Linked DNA regions of Mus musculus: regions 2, 3, 4, 5, 6 and 7 are each linked to region 1. The links are chromatin contacts, called in public Hi-C and HiChIP or PLAC-seq maps. All regions are on one chromosome and are shown on one strand. The core of a region is the stretch at or near the end of the contact, and the rest is flanking DNA. Distances in the headings are between cores, read along the strand shown. Region 1 holds the start of Irx1 (Iroquois homeobox 1). Region 2 has its middle 20 kb from the start of Gm30049. Region 3 holds the start of D730050B12Rik (RIKEN cDNA D730050B12 gene). Region 4 has its middle 47 kb from the start of D730050B12Rik. Region 5 has its middle 41 kb from the start of Gm41001. Region 6 has its middle 7.6 kb from the start of Gm38580. Region 7 overlaps Gm38580 (a long non-coding RNA gene).

Region 1 (4,303 bases), core at 983-3,482:
AGAGAAAACAAAATTAAACAACAACAAAAACCTCCTGTGGACCTTCCCTACCTCACTACAATGGGAGCAGACCCCTCCCCCACAAGCACACAGGCAGGATTCCCAAATGGCTCACATCTGTATTCAAATTTTTAGTTAAAAAAATCCTCGCGAAAATAATAACTAAATCACCCTCCATCTTCAATTTTTAAAAGGATACAGTTACCAGGTTAGCAAAAAAAAAAAAAAAAAAAAAAAAAAAAGAAGTCGGAACCCTAAAAAAGTTACTAAAAGCTTATTTCTTTGGCTAATTAGTTTAGCGATCGAGGCCGCGCCTAAGAGGCTTCTTTGGCCCGAATTCGTTTGTGCCTCGCCATTGTAAAATGTACATTTCGTTTTTCAAGATTATTTTAGTTGTAATCGTAAAGTAGAAATTCGGCCTCGTCTCTGCTGGGAATTGTTTTTGAAAGGGCACCTTGTAAATCTCTCATCGCTCCCGGGGCATATTGGCTGTCCGAACAAAATGGGGGTTGATCTTCCTGGTTGGGAAGCATCCGAAAGGCAACTGGCTGGCCGGACCACTGAGAAATAGGCTTTCTTTCTAAACTACAAGAAAAGTTCGGAAAATCGCGCTAGCCGCTTTGCTTCTGCACAGTTGGAGGCCAACCTTTTAAAGGAGTCTGGTCTGGTCTGTTTTGCCAGAGACTGGATAATTCAGGGTTCTTGGAAATTGCTCTATCCAGAAGATAGCAGGGCAGCAGGGGGCTGCCTTCCAAAAACCAGTGCCCGCCTCGCAATTTGCTAGCGGCCTCAAGTTTAAGCAGCCCGACCTTTCCGTTAAACCAAGGAAAAGTGATCATTCGGAAGGACAGACAGGCCAATACTCCTGTGGAGAATTAAATTTAAACACACACCCCCATCTGACACCCACTGGGACAGGAGATCGGAGAGCACCATTTATTTTAAGCTCTGGGACACTGTTCCTTTAACTCTCCCTTATGTAACACGGGAAGAAAAGTGCTTTTCTTTCGGCTCAAATGAAAAGTTTGGCAACTTACGAAAGTAAAGGCAAACACCGTTTCGGAAGCCAGAATTTATGTCAACTTAGTATTTCTTAGCCCCGATTCCTATGGTCCCTACACACTCCATTAAGAGACCTCTCTGCTCTGCTGATGTCTATTGTTTGTTGGGATGTTTTTGATCGACTCCGCTAGGTTTAACCGGTTCCTTTTGGCAAAGTCTAGGGCAACTATCTCTGCTCTGCCAAAGAGGGAGAAGGAAGGTCTTCTGGGCCCAAGGGAAAGCTCTTGCGGCGCTCAGGCGAGGCCGGCCGCCAGGTTAGGGCAGTGTTAGTAAAGCGGCCCTGGCTGAGGGGGCCCGGCGGGCCTGCCCTGTCGCACTGGAGGAGCCTGGCGGTTTTGCCCGGGACCTCCAGAGCCTGCCGCGGTCTCAGGCCTTCTCTGGAGGCTTCTCTCCACTAGCGCGCAACCCGCTTTTCGACTCCGGTCTCCAACCTCCCAAGACCACAGTGGTCACTGCCTGGGCCTCTGGGCACTCCCGAGTCCCCAGGGAAAGAGGTCTCCGCCACCGGATTCCCTCTGCAGGACCCTTCTCGTTCCTTTCCCAGACACTGCCTGCGGATCCTCTGTTTCTCTGTTGGGCCAGCCGCTCCCGATGTCCCCAGGCGCGGTGATCTCCCGTGGGTGCGGGCCAGGAGGACGCGCGGGAGGCGGGAGCACTCACCATCTGCGAGAAGAGGCTGAGGTCCGCGGCATAGGGCAAGAAGGCGCTGTAGTTGGGTGCGCCCGCGTACGGTCCCGCCGCGGCATACATGCCTAGCACCGAGGTGACCGCGGCCGCTCCCGCGCCCGCTCCCAGCTCCGCAGTCCCGGGACGGCCCGACGAGGCGGCGGCCGCAGCAGCCGCGGCCGCAGCCAGCACCCCAGGGCGCTCTCCACCATAGGCGCCCGGGCCCGCGGCGCTTAGGTATTGCGGGTAGCCCAGCTGCGGGAAGGACATGTCCGCGGGCTCGGTGGTGGCGGAGGGCAACACTAACTGCGCGGGCAAGAAGACCGGCTGGCGATCCGAGGAGGCGCGACTCGGGGGCTGCGGGCCGCGGGCCGGGCGCGCTCCGGCCGGCCCGGGGGCGGGGGCCGCTCGCTGTTCCTCGGCCCAGTGCTCGCTGGCGGCGCCCGGCTCCCGGCTGCGCCCGTATCCGAGATCGCGCGCCGACTGCGGCGGCCGCCCTCCGCTCGGCGGCGGGGCTCTCAGACACAATTTGAAGTTGATGCTTTGATTGGCATCCCCTTGAGCACAGGCCCCGCCCCTGGCTCCCCTCCCGCCCCCTCCCTGCCTCCAGCCCGCCCTCGCTGGCCGCTCCCGCCCCTCACGGCGAGCACGTGGTGCCCCGCGCCCGCCGGGCCACCTCCTCCTCCGGTGGGCGCGCACGGCCCGTCTGCTGGTGTGGGTCCGGAGGCCGCAGGCTCCTTCCCAACCAGCCCCCGCGGCTTTTGACAACCTGTCGACACCGGTTTACAGCTGTCTGACACCCGGTTTTGCAACGGAGATCTGTTCCCCCATCCCCTTTTAACAAAAGCAACTCGGGGATTGCGTTTCTACAGCTGGGGTGGCAGGGAAAGAGGCCTGGGGCCAGGGGACAGTCTATAGCGAACAGCCTTTCCTCTGTGGCTGGCTCTGCAGCACCTCCATGGGACATATTTGGCTGAAGTGTTCAGATAAATCTACGCGTGGCTTGACACCTCGGATACAGGGTGCGTCGTCTCTCTGGCCCCACTTGGTATCAACAGATACTCTGGAAATTGCTGCCCCCCCCCCCTTGCACTTGGAGAATCGGGTTGTGGCCGGCCGCGCTCTGTCAGCTTCTCCAAATATAAAAACTTTTAAAATGGGCAAGCCAGCTGAGAGGTCGCTGCCTAGCGGAGGAGAGCTCCTAGAGGGTGGGGGAAAGAATTGTAGGAGGGGAAGGACCTTCGCAAGGTAAAAGAACTGGCAAATCTTGCCCACAGTCATCTACCACCCTCTTCCAGTTTGGGAGAAGCCTGAAAGGCCTGGGCTCCTGCGTTTGTCCACTAGGTGTGCAGACGCGGAGAGTCAACACGAGTGGAGCTCAGGTACCTGAGGTGGCGCTGCGACTAGCCAGTCCAACAGGACAGGACAGCCGCCAGTCCCCTGTCTTTGAGTCTCCCACGACACCCCCCCCCCCCATCCCCGCCCAATTCCTATCTCAAACGCTGGGAAAATAAGAACCAGGCAATTTGAAAGCCAGGGGCCTGGCTGCTCTGTTCTCAGGGCAGACTTGAAATGCTCATTCCTCTCTCCTCTCTCAATCAGTGCGGCTGACCAGAGAAAGATGCTTCTGCTCATGGTGCCCTAGATTGGTATTGGAAGTGCAGAACCAAAATGTCCAGAGACTCCTAGTGCCTCGTTTCTTGCTGCTGTCTATAATGTGGCAGAGGCTTGAGTGTGTCACATCACACGGTGCTGGTGGAGCTTCACCTTCAGGGTCTAATTTCAGACTCAGAGAATTAAGGGGTACAGTGACAGGTTTGACAGAGAGCCCCAACATGCATACTGGAATGCTGCTGTCCAGGGCCATTGGGACCCTGGACACCAGCTAAGGCACACTTGCTTGCCTGGTGTCTCCTGCAACATCAGGAAGTCCTCACTTATAGGTCTTGAAATCAGATACTAAACCTTGCCTGTAATTAGGCACAATACAGCTCTTAAAAGTAGTTACTAATTACTAGTGGGAAAATCAGGTAATCTTCATTTTCTCTGCTCTGGGTTGGATCTTCTCACTTAATCAGGCTGTTTCCTCCATCTGACCCTGCCTACTTCATGACCCCAACACCCCTTGGAATGTCAGGACCTGCTTTCCTGCTTGGATTTAGTCTGGAGGGTACCCCAAGGGAACCCCCAGAGTTCTAGCTTCTGAAGCTCCTAATTGTGACCTCTTCTTGGTTCCCAGCTATTCAGTCATCTTGTAACCAGAATCTTGGGACCCTTATCTTACATCCTCCAAACAAACAAACCACTGCAGGGAAGTTCTGGAGAAGAGCGGTCTGACCATTGTTCTGGCTCAGTGAACCCAGGACTCACTTCAGATGACAGGTAAATTCAGGAAAGATAAGCCCTGAGCTGTTACCTCAGAGAAGGAGGGAGGAAGTCAGTCCAAATACATCTCCCTACCAGTATGTAGTGGCAGAGGGGTTACCGCTTGTCATTACTCCCACAACTGTCTGCTTGAGTTGCAGGTGTTGGGCCTCCTGCCTTAGGTCTATTAGACTTATTTGGAAAGGGTTTG
Region 2 (4,303 bases), core at 660-3,159, 1.0 Mb after region 1:
CAGAGACTATGATTGCAGACTGGGGATGTCAGTTGTCCATTTTTTTGGTGAGCCTTAGAGGCCAAAAATGGCCTCCTCCTGGTCTTCCAGGGATGCTTCCCCACATTTTAATACAGTGTGGCCTCTGGTACCACTTCCAAGCCAGTGCTAATAATTCTGCTGTAACTTGATAACATTAAACCAAAGGTTGTGACCTATTTTTTTCCCCACAATAGGCTAAACCAGTGGTTCTCAGTCCATGAGTCACAATCCCTTTGGAATACACATACTAGATATCTTTCATAACAGATATTTACATTATAATTCATAACAGTAGCAAAATTGCAGTTTTGAAGTAGCAATGAAATAATGTTATGGTTTGGGGTCACCACAACATGAGGAACTATATTAAAGGGTCGCAGTATTAGGAAGGTTGAGAACCACTGGCTAACACATTTCCCTTCAATTCATACATTGATGCTTTAAGTCCCAGGACCTCCTAATGTGGCTCTATTTGGAAACCAGTCTTCAATTGCTGATTAAACTACAATGAAATCGATAACATTGCCTTCACTCAATGGAGGGCCTGGTGAGAAGACCCAGAATGTGGGAACAATTGAGACACCACACAAGGTCACAGGGGAAAGACAAGCCACATCTGTAAAGACACATCTGGTCCTCACCAGGACAGGAGGGAACAAATGTCTGCTGTTGCTATGCTGTGGTCGCCAAGCTGATAGAGGTTTGCAGTGATGTCTCTGTGTGCATTCACATAAACTGGGTGCTTCTGTCCCTTCAAACACATGCTAGTTTCTAAGTCATACTATGAAGAACACGGAAATGTGTGCCTCATCCCTTGGCATACCAACACATGTATAAAATTTTCAAACTATTTGATCAGCATATGTCACTCCAGAAAGACGTGTGTGTTTATCTTGCAGATGAGTGTGAAAGGCTCTGCACCCACCATGGGCATGCAGCTCAGAAGCCAAAGATCAGATGAAAGAGGAAGCACAGAGGTTACACCCTGGGGACAAAGTATAAGCAAGACATGTAAAACCTCCCGGCCATCCAGAAGAGCCATGGAGAAGACGACATTCATTATGTTGGTTTCATGCAGCCGGCTTGCATATTAAAAATGAAGAGGATCTGAGCAAAATCAGAGTCCGAAAAGGCCAGCTGCTTTTCTTGCTTTTGTTCCTTTGCAAAGCAGCCATTGATAATCAACACACAAACAGGGGGTGGGCCCTGTGGTCAGTGCACCCTTTAAATAGAGAGAGAAGGTAGTGTCAGGCAAAGCAGCAAGGGTCCCCAGTGTTCTTTGGACTGACCTTTCTGTAATTGTGCATTCTGGACAAACAGACTGCAGGCACAGGGCTGGGAGGGTCCTCCTCCCTCCTCTCAGCAAAATGAGCTCCCCTTTTAAAGTGAAAAAGCATTATTGATCAAAGAGAGGGGTGGCTCCCTATGTAAAGAAGGCACAGCTGGTGTTGCCCCGTGCCTCATGCAGGCGACACCGATGCCCCCTCTTATTAAAAACTGGCCAGATTGCATTCCAAGTCCAGCCTGCAAAGTTAATGATAAGCTCACAATAAAGCCCCAACATGGATGTGAGCCTTGTAATACACCCTGATTACTTGCGTTTTCATTAGTGGCCGAGCAGCGGGCTGGCCGGATGGTATTTGACACACAGACGGACGCTCCCAGGCGCTCTGCGCAAAGCAGCCTCACTTCAAAGTCTTTGCCCTGCTGGTTTGGTTTACACCTGAGCCAATTAGCTGGGGAGATCAGAAGAGGCCTGAAAATGGAGCTGAGTCCTTATTTCTGGGTTGGAGAAAGTCACTTGATCCCAGGTAAAAAGATACCAGGAGAACAATAGCAGAGAAAGTGAGAGGGGATGGGAGCAGAGGGTGGCGGGCACTGTGTACACACAGGGAGAGCCCAGGACTGGCCAAGAACAGGCTGGAGCGAGGCCTGGCCCTCACTCAGGGGGTTTGTTGGGCTTTTGTTGGCAACAAAGGGGCTAATTGAAACGAAACAGTCTGCAGTCTGTTTGTTGGCACATCAAATATGCTGTAAGATATGCTGATGCGTGCTCTCCCTGAATTATTGAACATCACAGCTTCCAGAAATAAGACAGGCAGGCAAGGCTGAGAGAGGTGCTGACAGGGCCACACTGCTGTTTTGAAGGCCAACTGCCTGGATGCTAAGGTGCACCCCAGTGCTGGGGCACTTCTGGGTTCCCCTGAAATTGTGAAAGGCACCAAACCCAGGAGAGAGAGAAGAGCCAGCCTGTCAGAGGAGAGCTGGTGTGGCATTATCTGCTGGACCAAATGTTCCAAGCACTTCTGGAAGAGTACATCTTTGGTGTTGGGAACAAGTGAAGTGGAACCTGCTGGGTCAGAGCCCTGTCCTGCAGTCACTAAGCCACGAAACAGAAGAAGGAGCCACCGAAGGAAATGGCAAAAAGACAAAAAGACACATTGTGAGTCATTTTAAAGCAGTTCATGAACATGGGCATGCTCCCTGTATTTGTGAGCCTGTGTTCCTATGTGTGCACAATCCTGTTGCATAGATGTATGTGTATCATAGTAAGGACATCCTCAAGTCCCAGGGGCCAGAACACTTGTGTGGAATTAACCTGGGCCTTGATGCAGTGCTTCGTAGGTTAAGGTATTTTTTGCCCTTCAGTGAATAAGACTCATACTTTCCTTGTACTTTGCAAAAGAATGTCTCCTTGGGATCCTAAGATATCGTTCATGTCAGGAAATAGAAGATATGACTGAGTAGTCAGAAGTCACTGTGCAAACCCAGGACCCTCTCTCTACTGAGCCTTGGAATGCAGGCACAGGAGTTACTTCCATGGAAGACAGAAGGATCATAGTCTAAGGGCCCAGGCAACAAAGCCAGCCCGAAACAAGGCATCACCAACCAGAGGTCTAAACATCAGCCCTACATAGGGCAAATGGTGAACAGAGCACATGTGACTAGCGACACTGTATTGAAGCTCCTAGGATTTACAGTGCTCTGCTGGTGATTTGGCCCAGAGCCCTGGAGGCAGTGGTTGCTTGAGATCAGAAACATTACCTGACTGCCAACTGAGCTGAACCTCACACCCTGCACCCACCTCAATGAACTGAAATGGTACATTTGATTTTCATATGTAGAATGCATATAGACAAGGCCTCTTCTTCTTAGTGTTTTGGTAGGCACAGATACAGACAGTATTGAGTGCCAGGTACTATTCAAGTTCATCTTCCATGCTGGTTTGGATGCCTGCTTCTTCTCCAGCCTTGGAAGCAGCCTTCAATATTAAGTAGACTGGATGAGATGAGATGAGATGAGATGAGATGAGATGAGATGAGATGAGATGAGATGAGATGAAGTTGGAACCCCACACACAGCAAGATACAATAGATAAGCCATAGATGGACTACAGGAAATAAAATGTACATGAATGGAGCAGAAAGCAAAGATCAAGGTGAGCTGAGATGCCTCAAAGATCTACAGAGAAGACCTATAGGGATCTGTCCCATAAGGAGGGCAACTCCTTCCATGAAGAAGAGGAAGAAGAGACTGAGTAGAGTCTGAGGATAAGAGTCAGGTCTAGCAGAGTCTGGAAACAGGTGATGAGTGTCCTTGCATGGAGCTAGAGGTCTCAGGAAAGAGTCTGCCATTCTCAGTGACTAGCTGGAAGCTGCTCATGGAAGGGTGGCCCATTCAGTATCAGTGATGAACTTGGATCATGAAGGTTGAGCCGTCTGTTGGTGGCATGCTTTGCAACTGGAGATCTGAAAGGAGCATCTCGAAGTCTGTTATGAACATAGCTTAGCTGACACTAAGGAAGACTAGAGAAGAGGAACCGAGGAGCGGGTGAATATTCAAACAGCCTAACTGCAGGTCCAATGCAATTATAGCAAGAATTGCACTCAATGTAAATGACTAAATGCTGCAATAAACACCGAGATTTTTCCAGACTAATCAGTGAAACAAGAACCACCAGTGATCATTCATCCAGATCAAGAATAAACTGAAAAAGGAAGATAGGCAGGTCATTGTGCTTTCTTACCAAAGCTAAAAAGCAGTCCCACCGTCATACATGTAGATCTAATCAAGGAGCACCGAGGAGCCAGAGGGCAGATGGTGGCATGGTGGGAACACTGGAAGATCATGAAAATCTATCTATTGCAAATGTGTATGGAGCCAGCTTCTGACGTAGAAAGTGATTCATGCCCCAAACTGACCCTGTCATTCAAGTTTGTCTCTAGAAACCACTGAGTGCTGTGCATCTTTCCTAAATCACTGACTTGCTGCTGATATTCAT
Region 3 (4,303 bases), core at 828-3,327, 850 kb after region 1:
TTAGTGGTCTGTGTGCGTGAAAGATGTGTGCCTCACCTTCGTGGTGCACCTGCTCGGGCTTCTCCACTTCCAGCTCTGGTTCCAGAAACTGCTTGCCTCAGTTTCCCCACAGTCTGTCTCTCAGGGACCACCCCAGGTCACCTGCAGGCTTAAAACGTGAAATAAGAAAAGTGGGGTGCTCACTTGGGCCTGTGGAATCAGGGATGTGGAGGCAACAGAGGAGAGGAGGGCCGCAGGTCTAGGGCGGATTTAGCTGATGGTACTCTTAGGTGACAGTTGCCTTTTCTTAGTTCTTTGCTTTCCTACTCGTTCTCATAAGTTCACTAAAGATTAAAAGCCCCTTTCCATTCTTTCCTTTCTTTTTCTTCTTAAAGGAAAGTTTTGTCTTCCCCCTCCTCCCATCACCCCACTCCTGGTCTGCCAGCTTTGCTTCTTGCCACAGATTGTCTTAAACCTTTTCCTTCTGCCCTCTTCTCTGGCCCTTCCTGCTGCTCTTTTTTTCCCACTTTTTGAAAGTTAAAGTTATTGAGAGCCTCTTGGCTGCTGCCCTCCTGCAGGGCGCTGACAATGGGTGAGGCCAGGTCTCTATAGAAGGCAGGCTGCAGGATAGCATCCAGCAAGAGGGAAAAGAGGCAGCCTGAGCCCTGGAAGCCCACAAAGGGTCTCCCCTTGCCCTTTTGCTCTTTCCAAGGGGGGCAGTGGGCTGTGCCTAAGCCAGGCAACCTCCACAGCAGCCTGCCTTTTGTAGAGAAGGCTTCCCAGAAACCCCAGCTCCGGATTGAGTCTGCCCTACACCCTGCTCTGTGCTGAATGCCTGCTCTTCCCTCCCCTCCCCTCCCCTCCCCTCCCCACATCTGCACCAGTAGCAGCCTCCAGGTCCAGCCAGCTGCTTGTGCAAGGGGGCAGGGCTCCACCTTGTCCTCAAAGGGGCTGAGATAAAAGGATTTCTCCCATCCAGAGGCAGGGTGCTTTGTGAATGTATTGTTATTTTTTACTTTGCTCAGACTGTACCACAAGCTGGACCTTAAAACCAACAGAAGGCAAGCTGACTGTGGACCCTGAAGGAGCCAGTCCCTGGAGATTGTCCTTCCAAGGACTTTGCTCCAAGAGCAGTCTTCTGTGAATCTGTAGCTTTTGCCTGTGAGTCTGAGAGTCACAGGACACACCGACCCAGCTTTGCCTCCATGGACGCTGGGTCATACTCTGTGGACACATGTTCCCTGCCCTGTGAGACCTGGTGCACCCCAAACACACACACACAAAACCAAACAGAAAAATAGCCTTCCTAGACCCACCACACAGGCCACTGCTGGGACTTTGAGACAGTTATTAAGTCTCAGGAGCCAGAGGGAGGCACCAAATAGAAACAGTCACCCTCATCAGAAACACTGAAGAGGAAGGCTCAGGAGCGACTTTAAACAAGTTGTTTTCTCGGCTGCTCTTTGTGATAAGGGACTCCCTCACTCGCTGTCAGCTAGTGCCAGATGCTGTAGGAGAGCAAGGCCCTTGAAGGAGGCGCAGCCTCTGAATTATTGATCAATGATTAGCAAATGCAATCGAAATTGTAGACTTGATGTTGTGCAGCGATCCATAATTTATGAGTGGACAAAATAGGAGGTAGCGGACGTAGCAGTAGGTGATTTCAGCTCCCATATTGATTACTTAAAACCACAGGAGGTAAGTGTACTGTGACAAATGAACAAAAGCCGACAGCTCCCCGGCTGTCCATCAGCGCAGCCGCGAGCTGGGGAATACTGCGCCCGCGGAAGCAAATGCATTGCCATTGTGTCTCTTTGATCGGTGTGCTGTTCGACCAGACCAAAGGACATATTTGTTTATAATTTATGTATTCTCTCTATAAAAGATTGATAGTGGCCTATTAGATACTCTGGTATCTAAATATCCAGGTAGTTTGTACCTGCGACAGCTGGCGAGGTGTTGTGAAATAATCCAGGTTCGCAGCGGCCGAGAGATGTGGGCGCCTTTCAAGAAGTCCACGGACAGAGACAGGTGCAATGTGAAATGTGCTGAGTAGAGGTTACAAATGTCCGATTCTCACCGACAGTAGCTGGTAATCTGGGGCAGCGTCAGCAGGTGAAAGCCCTCGTTTTCTGGGAAAGGGCAGAAAGGGAGATTCGGAGAACAGTCTTTGATTCCTGAGCTTATAGAATGTGTAATCATAGTCGCAGTTCCAAGTGTGACAGGAGGCAGGGAGGTTACCTAAGGGCAGCAGTGTTCAGTGGGTGTGGAGGCGGACAAGGAACAGGGTCGGGAGTCTTTACAGCTGTCACACCGAGGTGGGCAACCCTGTGGCCAAGGAGAAGAAGCCAGGAAGCTATAGAGGAGCACAGATCCCACAACTGGCAATCACTGACGGGACCCCACAGCTACCTGCTAGTTGTTGATCCTGATAGCACTCAGTCAGGGGACGGAAGCAGCAAGGGGAAGAACAGGGTGTGACTTCCTTCTTGCCTAGGACCTTAGCTTCAGCGCAAGCACTGCTACGTAGTACTTAAGCTTGGCCACTCTCTGACACAGGCCTGTTCTCCTCTACCCTCCAGCCCAGGTTCGTAAGTGGGGGCCCTGAGGTTCACCTCTGTGCATTGGGACAGACCTGGTCTGGCCATGTGTGGAGATCCCTGAGACAGGACACAGAATCAGTGTGGAAGTCACTACTCATGCCTTAACATTGTCGGCTCGTTCAAATGTGACAGATGTCTCTAAGAACTCTTATTTAGGTTTAGACTTACTGTCTGTGTATTTGCTTGCCTGTTGTCTGTTTTGTTTAAATTTTAGAGATAGATTAAAAAACAACTCGGGGAACTGTACCACTTTCCCCACCCCTGAGTTAACAAAAAATAGAGTTGGAAATAGGGAGAAAGATGTTTTAACTCACTTTGCTGCTTAAGGTCTACAAACCCTTAAGAAATGCAATACTGCAAATGACCTTGGCCATCCTGCTGAAAACACTGCTCCTTAGAGCCATTGTGAACCTGTGACTGACTGATAGAAAAACATCCTTGAATTAAAAGGGAATTGCTCCCAGAGCCTCCCAGATCAGTTAGAGACTCCTGCCCTCTATTGTTGTGAAAATGTAAAACAAACAAACCGAAGGCTGTTCTCGCTGCAGCCTCCTGCTTCTGGAAGTAGTTTCTAACTAAAGGGAACTCTTTGGAGCCAGAGTTTACAGAAAGCAGCTGCATACTCCTGTCCTAATTATTGTAAGAGCCAGAAAACCTAGACACCTGCCTGGCACACCTGCCTCATGAACCTCTGAGCTTTCAAAGATGGAAATAGGCCACACACCACCACCCTCCCAGCACCCTGCAGTCTGCACCACAAACCAGGACCCACCTCACCACACACGTGGCCCACACATACACAGTGGCTTGGGACACATATACACACACCACGCACCACACCATGCCTGGGCTTCTCCCACTGTCAGCACTAAAGGCTGTGGCTTGGGAATCCCGAACCACAGTAAATACTGTGTTGGGCTTTGCTTGGTGTCTAAGGTTCCCTTCCTGCATGTCGAGGTGAGCCTCTGCCTCAGGACCTGTGTGTGCACCAAGCCTGTAAAATACGGAGAGCGAACTCATCAGTCACCTTTTTAGTTTCTGAAAATTCTCACCCAGGTTCCCGGCATCCGCAGCCAAACTTCTCTGAACAGCAAAAGCCAGCCCTGACTGCCTTCCAGGAGCTCAGTGACCAGACTCTGTCATAGCTCAGCGGGTGCCATCACTAGGACTCTGTCTTATTTTGAAAGAGTTCGTGGGCACCCTGGAAGACCCCACAAGAACTGGCCACATGCTGTAGCTGTGAGGTGGGAACAATTCTCCAGCTCACTCCCTAGGAATGTGGGTCTAGCTGGACTTTGGGAAGGTGGGGGAACTCAAAGAATGTCGCCCCAGATTCTACCCCTTAGAGTCTCCATGTTGAAAATCCAGTGAGGTTTTTCTTTGTTTGTTTGTTTGCTTGTTTGCTTGATTATTTTGTTTTGTTTTGTTGTTGGGTTTTTGGTTTGGTTTGGTTTTCTGTTTGTTTTTGGTTTGGTTTTGTTTTTGGAAACAGGGTATCTCTATGTATCCTTGGCTATCTTGGAACTTGCTCTGTAGACCAGGCTGGTCTGGAACTCACAGAGATCCACCCGCCTCTGCCTTCCAAGTGCTGGGATTAAAGGTGCACACTACCACCCAGCTTGAACGTCCAATAATATAGGGACTGACCAGCCCAGATTCACATTTGCGCTCAGGTCAAATATGCCAGCTGAGTCTCCCAGCTGCCTGCCAAGCTAGACATG
Region 4 (4,303 bases), core at 642-3,141, 810 kb after region 1:
TGGAGCATGCTTTCCACACCGAGCCCGACTTCAAGTTCTTCCTGTTTGTTAATTAGGCTCCAATTTGTTCTCGGTGCCAAAGTTTCAAGCCTCCTACATTCTTTACCCAACTGTTTTTCTTTCCCATCAATCATCTGTACCTGGATTTAATTAAGTGCTCATAAAATGAGCAGAACATTGTGAGATGTGCTGTTAAGACATGGATAAGGGAGGGAGCTATGGAGGGAGGGAGAGGGAGAGAAAGGAGAGTTAGGAAGAGAATGAGAAAAGTAAAGAGGAGGAAATAAAGGAGGGGAGAAGTAGAGAGAGGTGGGAAGAGAGAGATAAGAAACAGGAAGAGGCACCATTGGATACATGGCAGAATCATGAGCAGTTTTCATGAGCAGCATATTGATAATTTAAGTAAATTAGCAACCATCTGATGCCAGAATTCCACATAAAATGACTCCCTAAGATGCATTTTCAGAAATCTGAAAATTTCCCAAACAATTACAGGGAGATCTGGTGACCAAAAAAAAAAAAAAAAAAAAAAAATCTTCCCATTAACCCTTAAGGCAAACCCAGGAAGCTGATCTTGCCTCTAATCGATTTATGTAAGCCAATTTTTAGTGAATTTCGTAACCCTAGCCATTTTACATACTGCGAGCCAACTGAGTGGGCCCGGAGGAAGCTCTCCTTGAGGTGGCTGGTCTGGGCACATCTGCATGAGGTGCAGCTCACTCCCTCATGGTAGAGACCCCAGGACAGAGGAAATGGATCAGGGGCTGCTCTTTGCAGGGGAACCTGAAAATCCTCAGAGCAGTGCCATAGAGAATACATGGGCCAAGGCTGTTAGAACCTTTTGTCTTCTGTTCTGTTTATGGTTCTTTTTCTGCTTACAGAGAGCACTAGAGGACAAGGTTGTGGAGAGAGGTGGCTCTTTTTACCCACAGTGATGGAAGACTTATGGTGGGTGTCTCTATGAACTGACATGCCAATCCCATAGACTGACAATGGAAATGATCCAAATACTTATTGTAATTAAGCCTAAGAATTATTCAAAGTAACAAACCTGTTTATGGTAAACACTGGAGACGTGTCCTGTGACATCACTCTCATTAAAGAAAGTGACTTACTCACATAACTGTAATTGCTTAGTAGCAGAAATCATATCTTCTGGTGCTCTTTATCCCTCCCTCTTTGCTCCCTTGTCCCAGCATGCACTGCACACATAAGCACCCTCTTGCACACATAGACACACATAGAGGAGTGCCCACAGGCTTCCTAAGGGAACTCAGTGTAGACGATCCATTTCTGAAGTCACTGTATGACCACAGGCCTAGTACGGCTGACTGGGCAAAATGTCAGATGACCTTGGCTGACCATGAAATCTTCCTGGGAAGTAGAAAATCAGACTCCAGCCCTACAAAAACCACAAACTGAAGATGCTCTCAAACAGAGCAGTGGGAACCAGAGACTTCACTCAGTTGAACAGAAAGCCTATCTAGTTTGTATCTTAAACACTGGTTACTCTTATCATAATTGTTTCCTATGGGTAACAAGGCAGAAACAATTAGTCTTATGCGGGCTGGTGGCACACCTGAGAATACATAATTGAGCCATTGCTTCAGACAATGTCCTTAAACATGGCTGACACACGACAGGACAAGTACAAACAGGAGCAAGCTGGCAGACAGGAAACTTGAAAGAACATTCTGGAAGGTGTTTTGCTGGAGGGGCTATTCCACCGCCTGAGCACTTCTGGGTCTTATCCCGGGAGGTTGACCTGGCCAACGGGTGTCACATGGTTTCCTCTGTGGTGTTTGCAAGGTGCCCAGGAGGGACAGTTAGCGTTTTTTGGTGCTATCAACTCAGAAGGCAATGTCGTTCCTTGTCTCTCAGGAGCGTGGGCAGACACTGCTGTTCCAGATTCAGAGCAAAGGGTGCCATCTGCTGAACCAAAGGCTTCATTTCCTGCAGCTGCAGCTGATCCCGGGCAGACTCCCAGCTGGGACCTCAAGGGGCTCTGTGGTTCCAGGGAAGCAATGGGACACAGAATGGAGGTAGCCAAGAATCAGCCATGGTGTCGGAATGATAAAGCGGGGTGGGGGATGGGGCTTTGGAAGCAGATGTCTTGTTTTTTGCTACTTTGGAAAACGGTGATTACACAAATCTGACAAGTAGAGTCCACCTCACTGAACCAGCTGTGGAGAGGAATGTCCACCCAGATGGTATGTGTGAGTGTGCATGTGTGTGTGCATATATGTGTGTGTACAGGTGTGCATGTGCTATGTATGTGTCTCTATGTTGGAGTGTTGTCTATGTGTCTCTGTGTGGAAGTGTTGTCTATGTGCTCTATGTGTGTTTGTTATCTGTGTGTCTGTCTGTGAGAAGAGCTGTCTGTGTGTCTATGTATGGATAAGAGGGTGCTGTCCATTTATCTGAGTGTGAACAGGTGCTGTCTATCTGTCTCTGTGTGTGTGCTGTCTATGTATCTGTTGGGGGTGTCTGTGGGGGATTGGTGCTGTGTGTGTTTCTGTGTATGTCTATGTGTATGCGTATGTGCTATCTATGTACCTGTGTGGGGGAATGGGTGTTATGTGCCTCTGTGTGTGGATGTGGTGGTGGGGGGAGTGAAGCTGTGTGTGTGTGTTTGTGTGTGTTTGCATGTGTTTGCATGTGTCTATGTGTTTATGTCTGTGTGTGTGCTGTCTGTGTTTGCGGGAGGGATTCTGTGTGTGTGTGTGTGTGTGTGTGTGTGTGTGTGTGTGTGTGCATGTGGCTGTGTGTTTATGGGGGCCTCTATCTGTGTCTTGTGGGGGGATGCAATGTATATGTCTGTGTGTGTAGTCCAGGGAACTCTTGCAGTAGCCTCCTTGTTTGTAGTTAGTCACAGGTGCTAGCACTGCCTCACTCAGCTGCCCCCGTCTCTGGTGGAGATGAACATGGTACTCTGCTAGTGAACTCTGATCATTCTCTCATTTTATTATATATTAAAGGGGTACCCAGTATTAGGCTGACTGGCTCAGTGGGTAAAAGCTTGCTGAAAAATCCTGACAGCCTGAGTTCAGTTGCATGGTAGAAGACAAGAAATGACTTCCACAGTTATCCTCTGACCACCATATTTGTGCTGGGGCATGCATGTGACACTCTCACAAATACACATGATAACAAAAAAAAAAAAAAAACAAAACATTTTAATGCCCCCCTCTGGGAAATAGGAAACAAGTTAGGATCACTTTGCTTCATCTTTGTGTATGTGAACAATTCCTGTACAGTTTGCTGAGATTTAAATGGGGATGTGACAGCGTGAAAGAATGTGGTCAGGGATCACAGAGGACTGCCAGCCTTGTGTGCTCTGGGAGCATGGAGGACTCCCAGCCTTATGCATGGAGAGGGGTGGAATTGCAGACCTCTCTGAGGCTAGTTTTGGGTCTTCAGGCTGCTTCTGTTGTTTCCTTAAGCAGAATAGAGTAGGGAGAGTGAAGTGGAAATTTCTGGAGACTCAGTTAGGTCATAATGATGTTTTGCTGGGGCAGACAGGTGAAAGGATATTTTGCTGAAGCAGACTCGTGAGAGGACATGTATGTTTAGAAAAGAAAATGTAAATATGACCAAAGACAGTGGGACAGGGCTGGCGTTTCGGTTCTCTTTGCACTATGTTGCTAATCTTTGCTAGTCATGACTTTGTAGAGAGTAAGTCACCAAAGAACTTGTGATATTCCAGCGGCTTCTTTGCACCAATCTGAAAAGCCGAGTGGTTTATTCTAGGTTGAGCTGTTTCTGATGATTCTTTTTTGGTGGTTTGCTAACAGACTGAACTGCTGATATCGTATCAATGAAGACTGGAATCACCCCAAAGAACCACTTCTAAATGGGCCCACTTCCCCAGTGTCCTAATAACCTTTCTTTTTCACTACCTCTGGTGGGTGGTGGGCTAGAAGGGAGGTTAAAGCATTTAAGAACTCCTATTAAAGTAGGTGTTGAAGAAAATCTAACCTTACAGAAGGGACTCAGTGCTTTCAGGTTCCTCCTCAGGTGCCATGAACTGAACAGAGAGCTGCAGAGTCTACGTGGAAGTGAATGAAAGTCTATTCCCTCACTTGGACTCAGGGAAGAAAGCATTGAGATTTCTGCTCAGAGCCTACTACAGGACCCTGTGCAGCTTTGTGTCCATGTCTTCAGCTGATCTCCTTCCATCCAGGGATTGATTTGCCTGTTCCAGCCTGCCTGGGATCTCCACAACATAGCCATTTCACTGCCAGGAGACCCTGAGTGACAGACCAGGGTGGCAGTGAGGTGTAGCCATCAGTGATTTCCACAT
Region 5 (4,303 bases), core at 1,071-3,570, 750 kb after region 1:
CAGAGCTGATCCGGCTACAGACCAGCCCTCCTGTTGCTCTAGTACAAGATCTCCCTCCCCTCTACAAAAAAAAAAAAAAAAGCAGCCATGAACTCCCCACTGCCCTGGAACTATATCTGCTTATACCTCATACTGGGCTCCATTGCCCACTCTCACAATTTCCCCCAGAAAGCTCCAGGATCCCTTTGAGAGGCGTGCTTTCTTCAGTCAGACCAAGGGCTTGGGTTTTTATTCCCTATGAATTGGGTCAAGTCTCATTGTCAAATTTAATAGTAGAGATTTGCTTTCAATATGCCCTCCCTAACAGAATATGCTTCGGGTTACTGTAGTGTACAACGTTGTCTGGCAATGATTCAATAAGTTAAAAGTGAGAGGCATGTTTAGTTAGAAGGCAAACAGCCTCCACTGCAGTATCTGGGAAGGGACATAGAGACACCTCAAGTCTTACCCTCTTAGCTAGGTCAGGAGGGCACCAACTTCCAGGTGCGGAACAGCAGATGCAGCCCAGCCCAGAAGTGGAAGAGTGAGAGAGGTGGAGGGTGAGTGTTAGCATTCCTTCTAGGCTCCACCCCACAGTTACCTGGCAACAGCCAGGTATGCCCCTCTTCTCTCTCTGCCCCTTCTCTCTCCATTGACCAGTCTCTACTTCTTTACTCCTCTACACACTCTGTCTATCTGTTTGTCTGTTTGTCTGTCTCTCTCTGTCTCTGTCTCTGTCTCTCTCTGTCTCTCTCTCTCTCTCTCTCTCTCTCTCTCTCTCTCTCTCTCTCTGTGTGTGTGTGTGTGTGTGTGTGTCTACTCCCTTCCCAATTCTCCCCCCCCCCATATCCTAAATAAAGTCTATTCCATACTATATCCGTTGTATGGCTGGTACCTTAGGGAAGAGATGGCTCAACATGGTCCCACAGAGGCACCCCCTTCTCTAGCACCATACCTTGCCCTACCAAACATATTCCTGGATTCCATTTTCTTTTTTATAAAACAAAACAATGAGCTGCCCCACCCCGCTCCCCACCCCACCCTCGTGTTTTGGCTCAGTGTCCATTTCTGGCAACTCACCTTCCACTCAATTCCCCTACAGTTCCTATCCTGGGCTGAGGAGGACTGGACATCCCTATTAGGCTTATTTTCCAGGGTGAGAGAGGACTGAGCAGGACCCCAATGTCTCTGCTGGGGGGGGGTGTAATTTTATTTCTAGAGGGAAAGACTTTGAAAGCTCATCTAGGTCTTGTCTTTGGTTGGAAACCATGAATGGTTTCCAGGATCTGACCTTGTAATTACCAGGAATTGACTTGCAGAATTCAATAGATTGATCTTGTGATCTTTCAAAAATCCACCTTTCTCTATACACCTGCTCTCTGCTAGTGAACAGTTTTAGATACATGTGGATTTTTTGAAAATGTCTAACGCATACAGGCTGCATACTGCCCCCAAGAAAGCCAGATTATCAACAGGAAGACAAGGTTCAATTATTTTAAAAACTAAAAATTTTGATGACTCTTTAGGAGGTTACATTACACTAAAATGAAGAGACTGAGATGGCCCATATGAGGAGACTGGGTTGGCCCATATGAGGAGACTGAGATAGCCCAGATGAGAATGGGACAGTGAGTTTCAGAGGCCAATGAGAGGCTATTCACTGAACTCACACTGTCTGCCCTAAGTCAACCCTGCTTTGCTGCTGGCTCTCTCCTCCAGGATCCCGGACAGTGAGTTCCTGTGCCTTCTGGGGATGGGGGTAGCTGAACTAAGCAACCAGCAACCTCCCTGAAGTAGGGAGCCCTTTGCTCCCTAACTTACAAATGTTAAAACCAGAAAGCAATTTAACCAAACAGTGACTGAAACCCAGGGTGACTCATTTCTAGCCACCGCTGCTTCCGGATTTATTTATGTCGCTGTTATTTATAGATTCTGACTACTATCATCAAAGACACTTCAGTCTTAATCATTTTTTTATGGAAGCCTGGATGTCACACATAACACTATTTTCATAAGGAAAAAATCTCCAGGCAAATACAGCTCAAACGAGGTTATAGTATAGGAAGGAAGAAAATGAAAGCACTATTATTATCTCTAATTTTTATTTTGGGGTGTCACGGGCCCCCTCGCAGGCCACAGACCACATGGTGGTATCAGCTCATTGCTCCTTTCTCAAGCAAATGGTAATTTTTCAAGGACGGCAGAAATTAGAGCAACTCTTCTGCCTCCCCGATTTTTCTTTCTGAAAAACCAATGAAAATGCAAATAGGCCGGGTGCTTTTGTGTGAGAATTCTCCCCCAGCTTTATCGCCTCTCTCACTCTGGCCATGGAATCCAATTACATTACCCGTGGTCCAAGTGCAGGGCCCAGGGCAGTATGGGGGAAGCTGGAAAATAAGATGAGAGGCCACCAGTCAAATTCTTTTCTCTGCTTCCAGGATGTAACCACGAGGAAGCATGGCGTCCCTTTTACCTCTTGCAAAAGAATTATGAGCCTTAAAATTGAGGTGGGAGAGACCTCGGCCATTTAGACGCAAACTTGGGCATCTGAAAGAAGATGAAAATTCCTCAGAGAAAGTTGAGGCCCCTCTGTGGTTCTCGAACTTGAAGGTCCTTGTTTCCGAGAGCTGCCCTGTGGTTTTGAAGCTCCATGGAGCATGCCTGAGATGCTGGGTACTTAATTACTTAGATCTCTGTTTTCAGGATGGAATTTCTCCATCCTGGAATCTCACACGGGATTCCAGTACCGACCGGCCTGCATCAAAGTGGCCCTCCGAAGAGACTGAGGCCCTCCGTGTGCGTGACGGAACAGCTCAATCCCAGGAGCTGCTTCCCCAGGACACCCTGAGAATGCTCCTCAGGCAAGCAGGGAGTGTTTACATGATCGTTATCAGCAGTAACTATTATGGCACAACCATCAATTAGCTCTGTACTTGCAAAATAGCACCTGGGAAATCTTCCTCCACAAACTTGTTTAACCTTTTCTCTCCCCTCCTCCAGTGACAGGCCAAGATTTACAGTTTTTAAGACTCAGAGCACCTGGGTTGATGTTATCGCTGATGAGATGCCTGGGAGAGGGCGTGCTAGTAAGACTTGCTGTTCATTAAGAAAGAACTTTACCCTAAGAGCAAATTTAGTGTTTCCACTAATAACATTCTAGACAACGATTAATTTTGACAAGGCAGTCCAGATTGGCTGCTCTGAAGGCTGTGAAGGGCCCATCTCTCTATCTCGAACCCACCTCTGATGGGGGCCAGATAAAAATGTGGACTTTGTTACCAACAGGTGTGATACTTTTAGAAAAGGGAGCCCGGAACCACTTTAGGCTCACCCAAACCCAATCACTTAGTTAGTGGACATATTTCTCAGCCTGTAAAATCTGGGTTCACTGTGCTCTTAAAAACAAGAAAAGATGAGAGAGAGAGAGAGAGAGAGAGAGAGAGAGAGAGAGAGAGAGAGAGAGAGAGAACCACAGCAGCCACCGCAGCTCACCCACAACCCTGGTTCTGACCTGTGAGTTTCTAATATTCCTTTCCAGCCACTCCCAACCTGACACATCTTCATTAGCCCAGTTATTAGAGAGGGTCTGGCGCACCACATTGTGTGGTAGTTGGGTGATGAAACCCAGGCTTATTGGAAAGATGTAATCTGAGGTCCCTGTTTGTAAGGAGCCGTAGGGAGTGTGCTTGTGTGCTCATACTGTAGAGTCATGTATCTTCTTTCATTCAAAGCTGTCAGCTACATAGCTCAGACTCCAGATAGCCATCGGATTAGCTTTAATGGGCTTTTTTTTTTCAACCATCATTGAGGTACAGTTGAGACTCTATAGGCTTCAGTTAAGGATTGCTAAATTTGGCAGTCTGGACTCTAGCCACAAAGGTAGCACAGTGAGAGCATGTGACACATGTTTGCTACTCCCTTGCAGAGTCCTGGTTGGTGTCACTCCCAGGTTTCAGCCTTAGAAGAATATGTAGAGTCAGTGGCAGGCTACACAGAACCCCTTTCTTACCCAAATGTCTGTTCTAGACTGAAAGAGTTTTCCATAAGTATAACAAGTTTAAAATCAGCAAGACTGGGGAACATAGAACTTAAGGCACCTCAAATCAGCTCATTGGGATTTTTACTGATGCAGCCCAGGGGTCTGGATTGGGTTTGATTTCTTTGCCAGTTAAAGAATTAAAAGGCAACAAAAAATCTGAAGTACAACAGGTAGCAGCAGAGAAATCTCATGCACTACAGACAGAATCAGCAGTTAAGAAAGGCATTTATTGTAGTTGAAATAGTAGATGCATGTATGTAGGCACACCAAGAACAAGACCCTCTG
Region 6 (4,303 bases), core at 1,137-3,636, 650 kb after region 1:
GTATTCATACTGCTTCTAGTGAACTCTCAGCTAGGGCTCTAACTAGAACAAAAAGATGAAAAATGAAAGTCCATTGAGGTTAAAAATGAAGAAGTAAAATTCTCTTTTTAGAAAATATCATCATGTGTAAAAAAAAAAAAATTCTAATAAAGCTAGGGAAGTTGCCAGAACCAAAGAATGAAGTCAATCAGATCAAGGCAAACACAGGGCAACTCTGTTTCTCTATGCCCAGTGACCAGTAGGAACATGGAAACATTTAAGCATCTGTATCAACAGCATCAAACGTTAAGTATGTAACAAAGATTTCAAATGGACCATGCTTGTGTGCACACTGAAAACCACAGAACATTACTGAGCAAAAGCAAAAGACCCTGCATGCATTAATTACTTTTCTGTTGTGGAAAAATAAACAAACAAACAAACAAAAAACCACCATGACTGAAGGCAATCTGAAGAAGAGTTTATTTTGACCTATAGTTCCAGCAAGAAGAGTCCATGGTGGCAGGGACAGAAGGCATGGCCAGGCAACAGAGAACACATCTTAACTGGCAAGCATGAAGAAGAGAGAGCAAATTAGAAGTGGCTAAGATTCTTTGAACTCACATACTTCCTCCAACAAGATCACAGCTCCCAAACTTCCTCAAGTAGCTCCACCAAGTGGGGACCATGTATTCAAACATCTGAGCCTATGAAGGGCCTTCTCACGGAAACCACTATAGACCCTAAACACATGGTAAGCACATAGCTTTCATTGACTGGTCTTGGTGTTTCTTCCAATTAACTAATAAACTGTCTGTGAACTTGAACAAAGTCCCAATAGCTCTACCTATAGGAAAAAGTATCAGTCCACGGCAATATTGGAAAGTACAAAACAAAGCTTACGAGTGAAATACAAGAGTAAGGTTGGAATGGATGATAGGTCGAAGACAAAATGACAGATATGAAGCCTGTGGCAGGGATAACAAAACCATCTCTAACATAGACGCATGCAGAAACGTCCTCCCCGGGATGCAAAGTGAGCAGAGTGCCACAGAAAAGCAGGAGAGTGAGTTTCCATGTGCCTTCTGCTCTCTGAGAGTCCATTTTTTTTTAATTTGCAAATGTTCATTTTAAGTGGACTGTCACATGTAAGAGATGGATCTAAACATCCAACAAGGGGTGTATCTAAAACGCAAAAGGAAGCTGGGAACATATAATAGCAATATAAAGATGGCATTTATAAACAAAGGACACATGATTGGTAAAAAGCACATGAAGAGGTGTTTACTGTGGTGTCAGATAAACACGCATTAAAACTTCAAGAAGTCCCAGGTACAAGCCTACAGAGAGAGAGAGAGAGAGAGAGAGAGAGAGAGAGAGAGAGAGAGAGAGAGAGAGAGAGAGCTAAAGCAACAAAGCCTGAGAAAGCTGCACTGGAAAGAAGGCAGAGCAGGTGCAGCTCCTGCTGCCCAGAGACCTGGCCAGAGCCAAGTATACCACGGCAGCCCTGGGAAAGGCTCCCCAAATGCAGGACACAGTTGTTCCTGAAGACCCAGGTCTCACAGTTCTCACAACCTACCCAAGGGAAATGAAGGCACATTCCACACAAAGACATGGAGGCTCACGGCCTCTTGTTACCGATTCTTTAGTGAGTCCACTTAAAATCATATCCCAGGCCAGGAAGATGGCTCAGTGGATAAAGGCACTTGCTGCCAAGCCTAATGGCCTGAGTTCAATCCTCGGAACCTACATAGTTACAGGAGAGACGTGATCACACTGATTATCCTCTGATCTCCATGTGAAGACTTGTATACACATACTCATAATAAATAGAGGACATTTAGAAACCATGTCTGGATAAGAATGTTTCAAGAACTATATATATAAATACAATATGAGAGAGGTCAGGACTTTACTAAGAGGGCATGACCAGTTCAACACAGCCATGCTCACAGGGTGAAGCTGGAAAATGCAGCCTCAGGAGTGAGAGGAGGAAATATTACAGGTGTGTATGTATGTGTGTGTGGGGTGGGGGGGGGGGGAGAGAGAGATCATGAGTGTGTGAATGGCATGTGTGTGTGTATAGTGTGTATGTGTGGTGTGTGTTTTGTGTGGTGTGAGTGTATGTGTATATGGTATGTGTGTGTGAGTGTATGTATGTGAGGTGTGTGAATGTGTGTATGTATATGTGTATGTTGTGTGCATGTGCCTGTGTGCGCGTGTGCGTGTGCGTGTGCGTGTGCGTGTGCGTGTGCGTGTGTGTGTGTGTTGACGCACAGGCCCATGACAAAGGAGGAACTCAACAAAGAACACCATAAAGTGAAGCTAAGGGCAGAGGTCATGAAGCCACCCGGGCAAGAGCTGAGGGGCCAGGGGAGAGGGAACGATTCTCGCTAGGGCCTCGAGATGGCGCCAGACCCATCTGCACCCTTACTTGACCTCCCACCTCTAGGACAAAGAGGGCAGTCTGTAGCCTTAAGCCACAATTTGCAGTAAATTCTTACAGAAGCCAGGGGAATCTTAACTTGATCAATAATCTTGAAGTCATTTACGGTAACAGTATAATTATGTGTGATTTATGTAAATGAGTGTTTGATTCCTATCGCAGCACAGCCCTGACTGACTGACTTGTCCTGCAGCCTCTTAGCTTCCTCCTTCCCCCTTCTCCTCCCCCATTCCCTCTTCTTTCTTTTTCTCCCCACCCCACCCCTTCTCTTTCTTCCTCCTTTTTTCCTCCATTTTCCTCCTTTCTCCTCTCTCCTCCTCCATCTTCCTCTCACAGCCTGGAAAGTGCCCTTTTTCTGACCAAATAGGTATCCTAGTCCAGGGGACCTGACTGCTTTGTCCGGAAGCCTCACGGCCTGCGTCCATCCACTTCCTTGTGCTGTTTCTGTTTCCTACCCCGCCCTCCCGCCTGCCTTCAGTCTCACACACTTTCGCTCAGAAGGTGCGTTCAGTTTTGCTGATGACCTCTAGTTCCCACGCAGCTGATTTCCGACTCGTGTCATTATTGATTCCATGCTGTGATAGCCTCGCTTACCATTTGAACTTTTGGAAAATAATTAGAAAATAATTTTGCAAACTAATTAGGTATCGTTGTATGGCTTTCAATGTTTCTTACACATCAGCTTTCTTTGATGAACACACACGAGCACGTGCACGCACCCGAATGCACAAACAGACTGCCCGAGACCTGGATCCTCCTGGCACTAGAAGTGATGTTGATGATCATGTACGCTGCATGATGTTGGTGGTAGGAACCAAGCTATGGCCCTCTGTCACTGCAACAAATGTTCTTAATTGCTGATCTATCTCTCTAGCCCTCCTTTGGACAGTTTTCGATAGCATCTCACTATGGAAACCAGACTGGCTGGAAATCACAAAGATCTAACTGTCTCTCCTCTCCTAAGTGCTGGGATTACAGGCCTGGGGACCATGCCTAGCCCTGATTTCAAAACAGGCTTTAAAAAAACTGAAGACTAACAGTTTATGTGTTGGCACAAATGTCTTCACCAAGACCTTGGTCAGTGACTGATCTGTTCTTCAGAACTAAATGGAATCTACGTTTCTTATTTTGATAGGAAGAAAGAAGCAAACTGGAGACCCCCTCTGACAAGAGCAGACCACTTGGGCTCAGGAGTGGTCTGGGAGCATGACCAACTCAAAGGAATGTGAAGTACTCAATGTAAAGCCCTCCCCCTTGGTGCAAGCCCTACCTACCCATCTTTCTGTACTTTCCATAAGTCAGCAAAGCCCAAGGGACTTTAGTCAGAGCCACAGAAAGCCAGGCAGGTGGGCAGAAGGACAAACTAAAGCCCCTAGGGACCAGGTGCACCCTGGCTGCCCCACCCAACCACCTCTGTCCTGGACCCTAAGGCTGAAGGACTTAGGAATGAACACCAGGCCCACTAAGGATGATCTCTTCCTCTGAATCTGGTTAAGAACAGGTTAGACTAGCTGTGCTCTGCAGCACCTCTCACCTGCATCTGAGGTGTGGAGACCGGAGGGCACATTCCAGCAGTGTGGAGGCAGGGGTCAGGGATGAACTGAACTGCAGTCAGGCCTTGCACAATAGGCTAAGGCAATCAGGCACACAAGCTCTGACACCCCGGAAAACCCAGGCTAGTGTGTAGGTTGGCTGCAGAAGGCTGGCATGAACCCCCAGATCCCTGTGGTAACCCTAACCTGCTCCCCACTCCCCCATGATAGGATGAGATCTAACGGAGCCCTTAGGGTGGACCCTCCCTCACTCCTGATGCATCTTCATAAATGGGATGATCAGGATTCACATAACCCTGTGAGGTCACTGGAAACCAAGGAGCAG
Region 7 (4,303 bases), core at 833-3,332, 610 kb after region 1:
GTCCTGTTAGTACTCAGAAATGTCCTCACCAAAGTAAATAAATTAAATAGTTAAATATTTAAAAATAAATAAATTTAGAACTTAGAATGATTTTATTTTTAATTATGTGTGTGTATGTCTCCATCTGTGTCTGACTGTGAACTTGTATGTGTGAGTACAGTGCCCATAGAGGCCTGAAGAGGGTGTAGGTCTCCCTAGAGCTAGAGTGACAGGATTCTGGACTGCCTGACATAATGGTGAGAACTGAACTCTGCCCTTCTGCAAGATCTGTTGCATGTTCTTGGTTCATGATTCATCTCCGTTCTCCTTACTTTACTTCTTTTTTTTAATATTTTTATTATTATGTATTTTCCTCAATTACATTTAGAATGCTATCCCAAAAGTCCCCCATAACCTCCCCCCCACTTCCCTACCCACCCATTCCCATTTTTTGGCCTGGCATACCCCTGTACTGGGGCATATAAAGTTTGTGTGTCCAATGGGCCTCTCTTTCCAGTGATGGACGACTAGGCCATCTTTTCTACTAACTCTACAAGTCACTGTGATACACTGAGGGTTTTCCTAGATCTCTGAGGTGGAAAGTCCTTTCAGTAAACTCCCCTCTCAACTTGCATCATGTTAATGTCACAATAATTTTGTGTCATGCCTGGGTACAGGCTCCTTGGATTTCTCCTGTGGATGGCAAGTTATCTCTATATCGCCATACATATAGCTATAGCCAGTGAAATTGTGGACAGGCAAATGATGTGTGTATATGTGCTTGTGCATGTGCATCTATGTGCGTGCGTGTGTGTGTGTGTGTGTGTGTGTGTGTGTGTAGGAGGAATAAATTTTGGTAGAAATAACCTCTGCTTGAACCCTGCCAACACTATAACTCTACAGAGCCTCAGATTTAGAAGTGCTTTACACAGGACATGTTAGTTTTTTGACAAATGGTCAAGTCAAAACTCACTGACTGTTGACCCTCTTTGAAGAAGTTGTGGGCATCCGTGGTAAACTCATGGCCGGAGGAGTGTGTTGAACAGCAGACGGTCTACCCAAACCCTGTTATGCCTAAACTCCCACCATCCTTCTGCAAGATTGCCTGAACTAGATTCAGGAAGAAACATGGAATTAACAATTTGACAAAAAGACATCTATGTGCTCAGTCTGCTGTCAACGGAGCCCTTTCTTGTCTTAAAGAGACTATTGGCTACTCGTTTTCCAGTCTAAGTTATCTAGGAATGAAGATGGCTGTCTTCAATCACTGGAAATAAAATCAGGTGATGGGAACCTCTTCCGTTGTCAAACATGCATATGGGTTGCTTCCCTCAGCAGAGGTGTGACATAGGAGATTCAGATGCAGACAAGTAACTGGAAACGGGCGTCTCTCCATTGATGCAGCAGTGTGACTGGGCTGTTTTATGCCACTTGAAATCAAATGGTTTAAACCTTGACATCTTCCTATTTAATTACTGATTTGTTATTAGTATATTGGACAAAAAAAAATGGTCTATTGTGAATTTGGTGATAGTGACAGGTGAGTCTTTCCTGCTCTTCAGCTGCTGAAGCTCTGTTCTTACCTCAAAGTAAAACTTGAGTCTGCAGTCTTTCTGATCTGCAGACCTATGAGAGTCAAGCTGAGGTTTAAGTGTGCCATCCATTGTGATGTATGCTTGGCCACTTGGCTGTCTCTGTGTTGAGTGAGATGTCCTCCTCTTTCATGAAGTGTTCTTGTGAAAATAGGTGAGAAGCATCCATCTTGCTTGTCCAGGAGCTGTGGGAAAGCCATGAGGCTAGAAAGAGGCAAGGCAGTCACTTGGGGCTGGGAGCTTAAGGTTTCAGTGGAATTTTCGGTTACCGGCTTTGCAACATCTGTAAAAGATACCTAAGTTCAAACAAATCTCCAAGTAGGCGTGTTGGGCTAACTGCAATCTTAAAACTGCGTTTTCTGCTTAAAGGCAAACAGTAGGAAGAAGTGCTGTTTTCCAGGGCCGCACAGACCAAAGCGCACACTGAATCCTAGTAACTGTTCCCTTGAGGATCAGGTTGAGGAGCTTGGAAGGAAGCAGCCAGAGTCCCTGCGAGGCCTTTCCTGGGTTATCTGGCTTTGAAAGGATCATGTTCAAACCCTGCAAAGATAAAAGGCATCCTCCACAGGCTGTGAGCCGGACCCTTAAACATTTCCATATGACAAAGCCTTCTCCTGAGGCCTGACCTGCCAGGGAGCCAGCCTGCAGATCTGAGGGCTAGCCTGCTTCTCCTGGCTCCTCGCTCCAGAACAGTAAGCAAGCGAGCTTTTGAAAATGACTTTAAAATGCTTTCTGTAGGGAAATCCTAATAAGCGAAACAAGTGCATGAAAACATACACATGGACTCTTAGTGGAATTTTTAGAATTTAAAAAACAAAAAACAAAAACAAAAACAAAAAAACAAAAGTGGTAATATGTCTTGTAAAATTAGGTTCATGTTGCCTTCCTGGGACAAATTTATCAGAGGTTATTTATTTATCAGGAGTTATTTATTTATCAGGAGTTATTTATTTATCAGAGGTTAATTATTCACTTCATTTCTGTTTATTTTTCAGCTTAAACGTGAAAGTCAGAAACAGAAAATCTGAGAGTCCACAAGTCATCACAGGAGTCATAGAACTTAATAGAGAGGGAGGGTATAGCACTTTGACTTCCGACATTTCCCACTTATTTTTCCTAATTTTTAATTTATTTTTCCATTCATGCTGAAAGCCAGACATTAAAGGCAGCCCAGGATTATCCCTGTCCAGGGTGTCACTTCTATCCTCGTCTCTGACATTGTCTCTCAATAATTTTCGTTGACAGACAACAGACTCTTTGAAGTAGTTACACAGCCTTGCAAAGCTATTTCCTTTAAAATGGGTCCTTGCAGAAGCATTTGCATAACCTGCCTGTGCTCCTCCAGTCTCTCTGTTTAGAGTTCCTAGATGAGAGACTCTCCAGGCACCCACCATAAGGCTTCTTTAAAGGGCTTCAGTTCAGCAGGAAGACAATGGGCCTTTACAATGTGTGTAAGAGGCTCCCAAGGGTGAAGCCGCCTGGGTGACTGTCTGAGGACAGGTGCAGAGGCAAGTCTCTCCAGGAACCCTCAAGGCCTGGTATCACTCTGGTTGCCTCCTAGACCAGGGAGGACTCAAAAGGAGCACTTGAGGTAGTGGGAAGGTGGGTAAGGGGAGCACCTAGCAATTGACATAGCTCCAGCACCCATCCCTCCACAGTCAGGTGCACCAGGCCTCCATTGCTATCTCTCTAAAAAATGGGCTCCAGCAACAAGTTTGCCTTTAGAACACCAAGAGGTCCCTGCTGTAATTGACAGGCCCTTCAAAGTCCACAGAGCTCCTGTTCCTTGCCTATGCTACCTGGGGAATGCCGCCTGCTGTCTTGCCAGGCATATCTGAACCTTTTAGTTTAAGTCTGGAGGAAGACTAATCCACAAAATAAAGGGGAGATGCTAAGCATTTTCTGTTGAACAATGTATCATCGACAGAAACAGGGTTAAAATGTGGGTCTTGCAGTCAAAATACTGAACAAAAACAACGAAATCACCTTCGTTTATTGAGGGAGCATACGTTTTCTACCCACATATGTTTCGAAAGATGGTAAAGTTGCTTGGTTTTTGTCTTTAACTTAAAGACCCAAAGGGAAATCTTAGCAGCTCCCTGGAGAAAAGAATATATCCACCTTAAAGCTTTCTTTTGGTATTAGGTTTTAAAACAGCCAATTAAGCATGAAGGGAACGGTTTAGACAATGGAAGGATAAATTCAACATACCTCAGCATCAGATCTATTTCAACACCACAAAACATTAGTGAGTATTTGTTGAAGTTAAAGAATTGACAGGTATGTAAGAATTCTACAGTGAGACTTCATTGTTCCTGTGAGTATAGCCCTTACCTCCTGCTGCTGAGAGGAAAAGGACACAAGCATGTGCTCAGACACACACAGAAGCACACATACATACACACATGCAACACACATGCATGTACACACATAAACACACATGCAAACATACACACATGCACACACAAAGACACATACCTGCACACATACAAATACAGTGCATATACACATATATACACATACACGCAGGCATACACACAAGCACACATACATACATAAATACAAATGCACACACAGAGACAGACACACTGAAACATGGAGTTTTTGAGGCAAACACTTTAAAGGATGTTTCAGTGTGTTTGTCTCTGAGAAATGGATCAGTAGTTAAGAGCACTGACTGCTCTTCCAACGGTTCTGAGTTTAATTCCCAGCAACCACATGGCGGCTCATGA

Evidence for each region. A called contact is a pair of places that touch in the nucleus more often than the background predicts. HiChIP or PLAC-seq counts read pairs in DNA pulled down with a chosen protein or histone mark.
Region 2: a contact with region 1 is called in an H3K4me3 HiChIP or PLAC-seq map of embryonic hindbrain, with 4 times the contacts expected there. The contact joins the enhancer-like site here to the promoter of Irx1 in region 1. A contact is called at or near these places in 4 of 39 promoter capture datasets (embryonic stem cells, hippocampal neurons, maxillary cranial neural crest and 1 more), 1 of 484 Hi-C or Micro-C datasets (epidermal suprabasal cells), 5 of 115 datasets of contacts at active chromatin or transcription factors (embryonic forebrain, embryonic hindbrain, embryonic midbrain and 2 more) and 3 of 9 other capture datasets (embryonic stem cells, liver and pancreatic islet).
Region 3: a contact with region 1 is called in a Hi-C map of embryonic stem cells, with 2.4 times the contacts expected there. The contact joins the promoter of D730050B12Rik here to the promoter of Irx1 in region 1. A contact is called at or near these places in 3 of 39 promoter capture datasets (hippocampal neurons, liver and pre-B cells), 3 of 484 Hi-C or Micro-C datasets (all in embryonic stem cells), 5 of 115 datasets of contacts at active chromatin or transcription factors (craniofacial prominence, embryonic hindbrain, embryonic midbrain and 2 more) and 4 of 9 other capture datasets (adipose tissue, embryonic stem cells, liver and 1 more).
Region 4: a contact with region 1 is called in an H3K4me3 HiChIP or PLAC-seq map of the SCID.adh cell line, with 8 read pairs. The contact joins the enhancer-like site here to the promoter of Irx1 in region 1. A contact is called at or near these places in 3 of 39 promoter capture datasets (hippocampal neurons and liver), 1 of 484 Hi-C or Micro-C datasets (cerebral cortex), 4 of 115 datasets of contacts at active chromatin or transcription factors (the SCID.adh cell line, embryonic forebrain, embryonic hindbrain and 1 more) and 2 of 9 other capture datasets (liver and pancreatic islet).
Region 5: a contact with region 1 is called in an H3K4me3 HiChIP or PLAC-seq map of the SCID.adh cell line, with 10 read pairs. The contact joins the enhancer-like site here to the promoter of Irx1 in region 1. A contact is called at or near these places in 3 of 39 promoter capture datasets (frontonasal cranial neural crest, hippocampal neurons and maxillary cranial neural crest), 3 of 115 datasets of contacts at active chromatin or transcription factors (the SCID.adh cell line, embryonic hindbrain and embryonic limb bud) and 3 of 9 other capture datasets (adipose tissue, embryonic stem cells and pancreatic islet).
Region 6: an H3K4me3 HiChIP or PLAC-seq map of embryonic hindbrain shows a contact between it and region 1, with 7 times the contacts expected there. The contact joins the enhancer-like site here to the promoter of Irx1 in region 1. A contact is called at or near these places in 6 of 39 promoter capture datasets (3T3-L1-derived adipocytes, cranial neural crest, liver and 2 more), 13 of 115 datasets of contacts at active chromatin or transcription factors (craniofacial prominence, embryonic basal ganglia, embryonic forebrain and 9 more) and 2 of 9 other capture datasets (adipose tissue and pancreatic islet).
Region 7: a contact with region 1 is called in an H3K4me3 HiChIP or PLAC-seq map of the SCID.adh cell line, with 18 read pairs. The contact joins the enhancer-like site here to the promoter of Irx1 in region 1. A contact is called at or near these places in 7 of 39 promoter capture datasets (3T3-L1-derived adipocytes, cranial neural crest, embryonic stem cells and 4 more), 9 of 484 Hi-C or Micro-C datasets (the NIH/3T3 cell line, embryonic stem cells, liver and 2 more), 10 of 115 datasets of contacts at active chromatin or transcription factors (the SCID.adh cell line, craniofacial prominence, embryonic forebrain and 7 more) and 2 of 9 other capture datasets (embryonic stem cells and pancreatic islet).

The regions. Positions count from the first base shown.
Region 1 is chr13:71,961,491-71,965,793 of GRCm38.p6, forward strand. It overlaps Irx1 (Iroquois homeobox 1), which reads right to left and starts at 2,233. Exons shown (of 4, transcript NM_010573.2): 1 at 1,723-2,233. The coding sequence starts at 1,998.
Region 2 is chr13:72,957,337-72,961,639 of GRCm38.p6, forward strand. No RefSeq gene overlaps it. Among named protein-coding and RNA genes, the nearest start is that of Gm30049, 20 kb to the left of the region's middle. Within about 2 kb of position 1,910, at least 17 of the 459 cell types and tissues checked have an H3K27ac peak or open chromatin away from gene starts, as enhancers often do. A contact at or near this core is called in pancreatic islet, where this site is marked.
Region 3 is chr13:72,814,686-72,818,988 of GRCm38.p6, forward strand. D730050B12Rik (RIKEN cDNA D730050B12 gene) reads right to left here and starts at 2,078. Exons shown (of 4, transcript NR_046196.1): 1 at 1,919-2,078; 2 at 37-141.
Region 4 is chr13:72,767,445-72,771,747 of GRCm38.p6, forward strand. No RefSeq gene overlaps it. Among named protein-coding and RNA genes, the nearest start is that of D730050B12Rik, 47 kb to the right of the region's middle. Within about 2 kb of position 1,892, at least 9 of the 459 cell types and tissues checked have an H3K27ac peak or open chromatin away from gene starts, as enhancers often do. A contact at or near this core is called in the SCID.adh cell line, where this site is marked.
Region 5 is chr13:72,708,406-72,712,708 of GRCm38.p6, forward strand. No RefSeq gene overlaps it. Among named protein-coding and RNA genes, the nearest start is that of Gm41001, 41 kb to the left of the region's middle. Within about 2 kb of position 2,321, at least 13 of the 459 cell types and tissues checked have an H3K27ac peak or open chromatin away from gene starts, as enhancers often do. A contact at or near this core is called in the SCID.adh cell line, where this site is marked.
Region 6 is chr13:72,606,520-72,610,822 of GRCm38.p6, forward strand. No RefSeq gene overlaps it. Among named protein-coding and RNA genes, the nearest start is that of Gm38580, 7.6 kb to the left of the region's middle. Within about 2 kb of position 2,387, at least 6 of the 459 cell types and tissues checked have an H3K27ac peak or open chromatin away from gene starts, as enhancers often do. A contact at or near this core is called in trophoblast stem cells, where this site is marked.
Region 7 is chr13:72,569,974-72,574,276 of GRCm38.p6, forward strand. All of the region lies in intron 7 of Gm38580 (a long non-coding RNA gene), which reads right to left. Among named protein-coding and RNA genes, the nearest start is that of Gm38580, 29 kb to the right of the region's middle. Within about 2 kb of position 2,083, at least 10 of the 459 cell types and tissues checked have an H3K27ac peak or open chromatin away from gene starts, as enhancers often do. A contact at or near this core is called in the SCID.adh cell line, craniofacial prominence and neural tube, where this site is marked.